2 separate regions of the Sus scrofa genome follow, and region 2 is linked to region 1. The links are chromatin contacts, called in public promoter capture Hi-C maps. All regions are on one chromosome and are shown on one strand. Each heading gives the region's core, a stretch centred on a gene start, on an enhancer-like site or on the middle of the called end of the contact. The rest is flanking DNA. Distances are from core to core; before and after follow the strand shown.

Region 1 (3,298 bases), core at 57-2,556:
AGGGCACTGTGCATGCACTCTGCACACAGCACCACCAAGGGGGCAGACCACCAGATCCCTAGACTCACCCTTATCCCCACCACCTCCTCAGGGAGCAAGCAAGGGCAGCTGTTACTTGTTTTCCTACCTCCTGCTGCAGTACCGGTGCCAATAAAGCCTTGACTAAATTTGTCTGGCCTCTCATCAATTTGTATTAACGAGGTCAAAAACCCTTGTCAGTAACAGAAGGGTACACCTGAACTAAATTTGGACTTTTATTTCTTTCATTCCCCCGTTTGCCTAACAATAGTATAATTAATCTATCATCGGTTTGGAGAATGTTATTTCTCTATTATCATATTAAGAGACATTTTTAGATATGCTATGGACTTACAAAATATTATTATAATTTCTGCAGTGAACCTGTGTTAAGTTAATTTTAAGAAAAGACAACCTCAGACCTTGAGTATAATTTGCCCGGAACAAAACAAGGAAGATTTTGTTAAGGATGGCAAAGAGAGAGAAGCTAAAGAAAGAGGGGCTAAGAAAGGGCTAGTGAAGAACCGTGAAGCTCCTCAAGAGGTGGTAGGAAATGGGCTCCATAGCCCAAGCGGAGGGAAGCGCCTAAAGGAGTAAAGGGGGGAAACTTAAGGACAAGAGGCAGACAGACTGAGGACAGAAGTTGAGAAAGTTAGTAAAGACACATTTGATTCCACAATTTACTGTGCCCAAACCCGTCCCAAGCACTGGGTTCCAGCAAGGGCAGAAGCCGGGCCGGGCGCCCATATAACTCGAGTAGCTCAGGAAAGAGGCGAGCGGGAACTGGGACCGAGGAAGGAGAGGCCGCCACGGTCAGGGGAGAACCACAGGGTCGCTTAACTGCTGACGGGTATATAGGCCACCAGCAGAGCCCTCTAAGCACGCGCGCTTTGAGCGGCGCCGGAAATGTCGCCACGCAGCCGGGTGTCCCCTTCAGCCAATGGACGCGCCGTGCGCCCCGCAACGGGGACCTGCGCGGCACCTGGGGAGAAAAGGCGGGAGGCCCGTAAAGCTGGAGAAGGGACTGTCCCTCTACGTTATTACGCGTGTTACCAGAACAAGGTATTTGTGGAGGGCGTCTCCTCCAGCCTCTCTTCCGCTGGTTAACCAAATTCAGGGACACCACGCCTTCAATCCGAGGACCGCCCCACGCTCGCGGCTGCCCTCAGTAAATATGGCGGAGAGGAGCGAAGAAAAGTCGGAAGTTAGCAGTGTGGGAGGAGCCGGCAGGGGGCGTGTCGAGGCCTGTCCTAGATACGGAGGGGTCCGGATGGGCGTGGCCACCCTCAGGTACTGGGTTTTAGATCAATGAAGTGCACGCAACGCAGGGAGCTGCGTCCCTCCGTCGTCTCTTGGAGGCGGGTCACTAAAGGCCCCGCCCTCGTCCAGTTATCTCCGTCTTGAAGGTATCCCCTGAATCTCCGAGATTTGGCCGGAGTTGGGCAGTGGACATCCAGCTCCTCCGCAGTCCCTAGTGGCGATGGAGGACGCCCAGGAGAACCCCGCGGAGTCTAGCTCCTCTGCCCCCGTGTCCGAAGAGCCTGCCAGCTTGGCCAGGGGCTCCCAGGTGTTGCCTCCAGAGGAATCGACGGTCTGCACCCGACCTCTGGAGGCGGCCCCCAAGAAACTTTGTGGATATTTAAGCAAGTTGGGAGGCAAAAGGCCCATCCGGGGTTGGAAATCCCGCTGGTTTTTCTACGACGAGAGAAAATGTCACCTGTATTATTCGCGGACCGCACAGGATGCAAACCCCTTGGACAGCATCGACCTCTCCTGTGCGGTATTTGACTGCAAGGCGGACGCCGAGGAGGGGACTTTCGAAATCAAGACCCCCAGCCGGACTATTACCTTGAAGGTAAATGATGCAATTTTCTCCTTTTCAGCACAGCGGGGTGCAAGTGAGTGGTCACAATAAACTTACTGTAACTATAATCACCGACCCCAAACACCCCTGTGAACCCTGGGTTCACAGGGTCTTGTGCTTTACAAAGGGCATTCACACTCATTTCCTCATTGTGTTCCCATAACAAAGGCCCACATGATATACGCATATTACGGATCAAGTAATTGAGTCATAGGAGTTCCCGTTGTGGCGCAGTGGTTAACAAATCCGACTGGGAACCATGAGGTTGCGGGTTCAATCCTTGGCCTTGCTCAGGGGGTTGAGGATCCAGCGTTGCGTGAGCTGTGGTGTAGGTCGCAGACGCGGCTCGGATCCGGCGTTGCTGTGCCTCTGGTGTAGGCGGGTGGCTACAGCTCCTTATTAGACCCCTATCCTGGGGACCTCCATATGCCGCGGGAGCGGCCCTAGAAAAGGCAAAAAGACAAAAAAAAAAAAAAAAAAAAAAAAAAATTGAGTCATAAAGAGATGAAGTGACTGGTCCAAGGTCACACAACTAAAAAGTGGTGTAGCCCACACTTGGAATCCCGTGGGTTTTCTACCTCTCAGCACTTGATCAAAACTTTTACTTTTGGGTGTGGCTAATAATGCAGTTGCCTTAACTTTTTTACTTCGGGTTGAAGTATAATCAAGATATGAGCTTTGCTGCCCTCTCTCAAGGCATGACTTCTGAATCACGTTTCTTTTTATTTCTTAACTTTTAAAAAAGTTTTCTTTTTAATTTTAATGCCCCCCCCCCCACATATGGAAGTTCCCCATCCAGGGATCCAATCCATCATAGTCACACTGTGAATTACACCTCGCTGCAGCTGCCCGGGTGCCAGAACCTTTAACCTACTGCACCAGGCTGAGAATCAAGCCCACACCTCCTCAGCGACCTCGGATTCTTAACCCACTGTGCCACAGCAGAAACTTCTGAATAACGTTTCTTTTTTCTTTACTTTTTTTTCTTTTTATGGCCATACCTTCAGTCACTTGTACTATTTGCAGACCGCACAGGATGCAAACCCCTTGGACAGCATGGACCCCTATGGAAGTTCTCAGGCCAGTGGTCAGTCGGAGCTGCAGCTGTGGCCTATGCCACAGCCAGGGACAAGGCAGGATTCTTAATCCATTGAGCCAGGTCAGGGATGGAACTGGCATCCTCACAGAGACAACATTGGGTCTTCAACCCACACAGAGCCACAACGGGGAACTCCTGAATCACATTTCTTGATATTATGGCCAAGGGGAGTGAATGCTGAGAAAATGTTGGCAGGTATTGTGAGAGAAAAATTTAGGTTTCACTGATCAACCTAGATTGCTCATTGAGGCATGTCTAAACCTGTTTTCTCATCAGTAGGTTTTGTTTAATCATATTTAACTGAGAAAGCCTGAAAC
Region 2 (3,419 bases), core at 846-3,345, 3.1 Mb before region 1:
ATAAACATCTACTGCCTGAAAAAGATTAAGATATTGGTCAAAGAATAAGATTTGCGTGTTAGGACAAAATTGAGTATGATCATTTGATGTGAGTTACTGAATAAAAATGGGAAGCAGGGTCCCTGAGGACAATACAGTCAATATACAATGAGGCTGAAGTAATGACTACAATATTAACGGTGTGGGTTAGCAAAGAGAAGATTCTGAAATGTGACAAAATCTACGTGTGAGGGACCAAAAAAAAAAAAAAAAAATGACAGTTGATAGTGAAAAAGAAATGAGTGGGTAGAGCAAGACAGCTGAGACATCAAAAGAGAAAAATTGTATTTGAAGGTGGAAAAAGTAATGCTTTGGGAACAGCAAGGAAAACCTCAGAGAACAATAGTTTTTCCCTTTCAGCCTTGAGACAAAGGATGGGAAAGGACGAGGATGTGGGAGAATAAGCAGCCACTGCCAGAGAAGTGGTGTCCTTGGGAAAATGCCAGGTTTCAGTTAAGGCCAGGAGGGGTAGGGAACATTGTGTGAAGAGGAACAGGGGCTCCAGAAGGCAGAGTAAAAAGGGGTGGGAGGAAAGCAGTGGGAGGATGAACCAGGAGGGAAAGTACAGAGCAATATGGGAATGAGATTATGAAGATATGAAGCTAGAAAGGCTTGTATTTTGGTCACTGCAAGGATGGTAAGGATGAGAGTCATGGAAATAATTCATGGTTAAAGGTTTGAATCAGAACTTTGGAACAAAGCAGTTTGGTATGATACTGGCTCAAGTGTTCTGATTTCTTACAGTTTCTTATATATTTTAATCAGAGAAACAGCAGATTCTTACCCAGTGAGACCAGGTTTCCATAATTCTCCATCATGACATCTTTATACAGGCTTCTCTGAGCTGGATCCAGATAATCCCACTCCTCCTGGGTAAAAAACACAGCCACATCCTCAAATGTCAGCAACCCCTGAAATAGTATGATTTCTGTAGTCAGTTCTTGTTGTCTCAAGGACAATTCTAGCACTGAAAGTAGCAGAAGCAATCACTTATCAGGGCTGGGTAGGCTAGGAGGCACATGATAACTAAGAGTTCCAAACTGGGCTCAATTCTGGAACAGACTGAATTCTATTGCTGCATCTTTGCCTTCTGTAGTGAGGAGGCCTAGGATAAGGCTTTCTGGCTTATCAATTATTCCCCAATATTATAATTCTAGCAAACTGACCCAAGGCCTTCCCAAGTTTCCTGCACCTCATTGCCCCGCTCCAATTCTCTATTAGCACTGGCTTGAGACCCTTTTCACTTCAATTCCGTTAAGTTCTCCATGCGTCTACCTTGGGTCCAGGCATCGCAGCAGGTGCATTAGACACAGGAGAGGGTCAAAAAAGGTACCTCACCTGAAAGAACTCATAAATGAGAACACTAGTTTGGAGCACTACTCATTTTCTTTAGCTAATTTATCCAGTCGCTCTCAAAAAAGGAGCCAGTGGATAGTGTGGTCATGACCGGCACCCTGGTGCATTAAAGGGGTACTCCCTCGCACCAAGCTGGCCCTAAAGACCGCAATCTGGCGGGGGCGGGGGGGGAACACGACCGACGGTGGCGTGGCCTAGTTGGGTAATGGCGAAAGAACACGAATACCCGGAGGGGCGACCTACCTTCGGCTCTGTCGGGGGGCTCGGGGAGGCCATCTCTCCGACAGAAAATCAGGGCAGGAATCCGGGGTAGCCGCACGAAAAGGAGCCTCTAGCAAGGCCTACGCCGCCGCTGAAGATGAGGCCCGACGAAGGCGAGGCCTCCAGGCTGGATATGGCCAGGTCCTGCCTCGGTCCCCGAGCGGTCACGACCCCAGCAGCATGTCAGATGCGCTTCTTGGCCGCCCCCTAACCCCGAATGCCTCCCCTGCCTAGTTACGCAGGCCTTCCAGGCCGCGCTAGAGCCTCCTCCCGGCTGCCTGCTCCTTTTGCTTTCAGCCAAAGAGCTCTATGACCGCCCGCCCGGACCAGAAGGCGTCACCCAGAACCCTCCCGGGACTCCCCCCAACTACAACTCCCGTCAGGCTCAGAGGGAGCGCCCGGGTTCAGTCTCAGCCGCAACGGCTACCGGACTACATTTCCCGGAGTGCAAAGGGCTAGGGAGCATGGTGAGGCTTAGAGGAAAAAGGGAATGCTTGACACTAAGCTTACGCCTGATTGGCTGGTCTTGGCGCGTCACTGCCGGCGGGGGGCGGTGTTTTGTTTCGAAGTTCTCCTCGAAGATGGCGGCACGGTGGGTCTCCGGTCTTGCCAGAAGAAGCCTCACGTGTGCAGTCTCTGGGGCGCCACGCAGAGAATTTTGGTCTCCATTCAGGTAAAGCGGAAAGTGATGGTGGTTCAAGCTCACAGAAAATAAGGAGAGAAACTGAGAAGGATGAAGAGGAGAATTCGGAAGGGAGCGTCATGCTATTAAGACAGGAACCTCCTCCTGCGTCTTGCTAGGGAAGGGACGATAAAGTGCGTTAGGGTTCTGAGTTGAGAAACAAGCACCAGGTTCCGCGAGTGGTGGTCCAGTCACTTCCTTTGACCTCAGTTTACAAATCTTAGAACCGAAATACTTTCCCCTTTCCCTTTCATTTCACCCGTTAATTTATTAAGCAAGCAGTACCGACCATGCGCTCTAGGCACCTAGTGGAGTAGGATCTCAGGAAAGGAATGACTCGTTTCCGACGGTCAATTCAGAACAGGAATATGAACGTGCTTGATGAACTAAATTCGTTTGCGGCGTTTATTTCTTCACAAGCAGAACTCCTCATTGTGTTCGTTTGTTAGTTCATTGGTTCATTCAACCGATACTAGTCGCCAGCTCAGGCCCAGCATTTCTCTAAATACAGCAACAGAAACAAAGCCCCTTCTCTGAGCATAAGTACTCTGACATATGAGGAAACTGAGGGCCCACAGAGAGAAAGTTTTTTTTGCTAAATGTCAGAAAGCAACTTAATGACAGGTGGATGTGGAACCCAGGTCTCTTAACTCGTCCATCAAACTGCTTTTCCCACAGCGCCATGTGGAATTTTGTCAAGATAAATCTTTTTGACTCAGGAAGTGTTATGACATCAAAACTTAGAGGAACATCAGGGAACAATGTATGCCCTCTTAAGTTTCAGACATAAACTCTTTCAGTAAAAGGATTTTTGTTATCAGCTCATGTATTTATTAGCTTCCCCTCTTTTGGTTAATGTTTATTATTATCTTTCAAATCTCCTTTTAAGTTTGTTTTATTTACTTACTCACCAAGTTTTGCTAGAGTGTCTGCTATATGCAGTGTCTAGATGTGAGGGATACGGTTGTTAAAACAGACCAAATCTTTATTCTCATAGAATATGTCTTTTGGCGGAGGAAAAAATGAACAAATGTAGAATATAATTTCAGAAAGTGGTAAATTATGAGGAAAACTAGAACAG

Evidence for each region. Promoter capture Hi-C pulls out the DNA fragments that hold promoters and counts their contacts.
Region 2: a contact with region 1 is called in a promoter capture Hi-C map of liver, with 8 times the contacts expected there. The contact joins the promoter of ZNF189 here to the promoter of TBC1D2 in region 1. A contact is called at or near these places in 1 of 5 promoter capture datasets (liver) and 1 of 47 Hi-C or Micro-C datasets (heart right ventricle).

Annotation. Positions count from the first base shown.
Region 1 is chr1:240,047,935-240,051,232 of Sscrofa11.1, reverse strand. It overlaps TBC1D2 (TBC1 domain family member 2A), which reads left to right and starts at 1,306. Exons shown (of 16, transcript XM_021066519.1): 1 at 1,306-1,873. The coding sequence starts at 1,499.
Region 2 is chr1:243,105,587-243,109,005 of Sscrofa11.1, reverse strand. It overlaps ZNF189 (zinc finger protein 189), which reads right to left and starts at 2,095. Exons shown (of 4, transcript XM_005652705.3): 1 at 1,639-2,095; 2 at 824-908. The coding sequence starts at 1,671. MRPL50 (39S ribosomal protein L50, mitochondrial) reads left to right here and starts at 2,175. Exons shown (of 2, transcript XM_003122043.4): 1 at 2,175-2,329. The coding sequence starts at 2,238.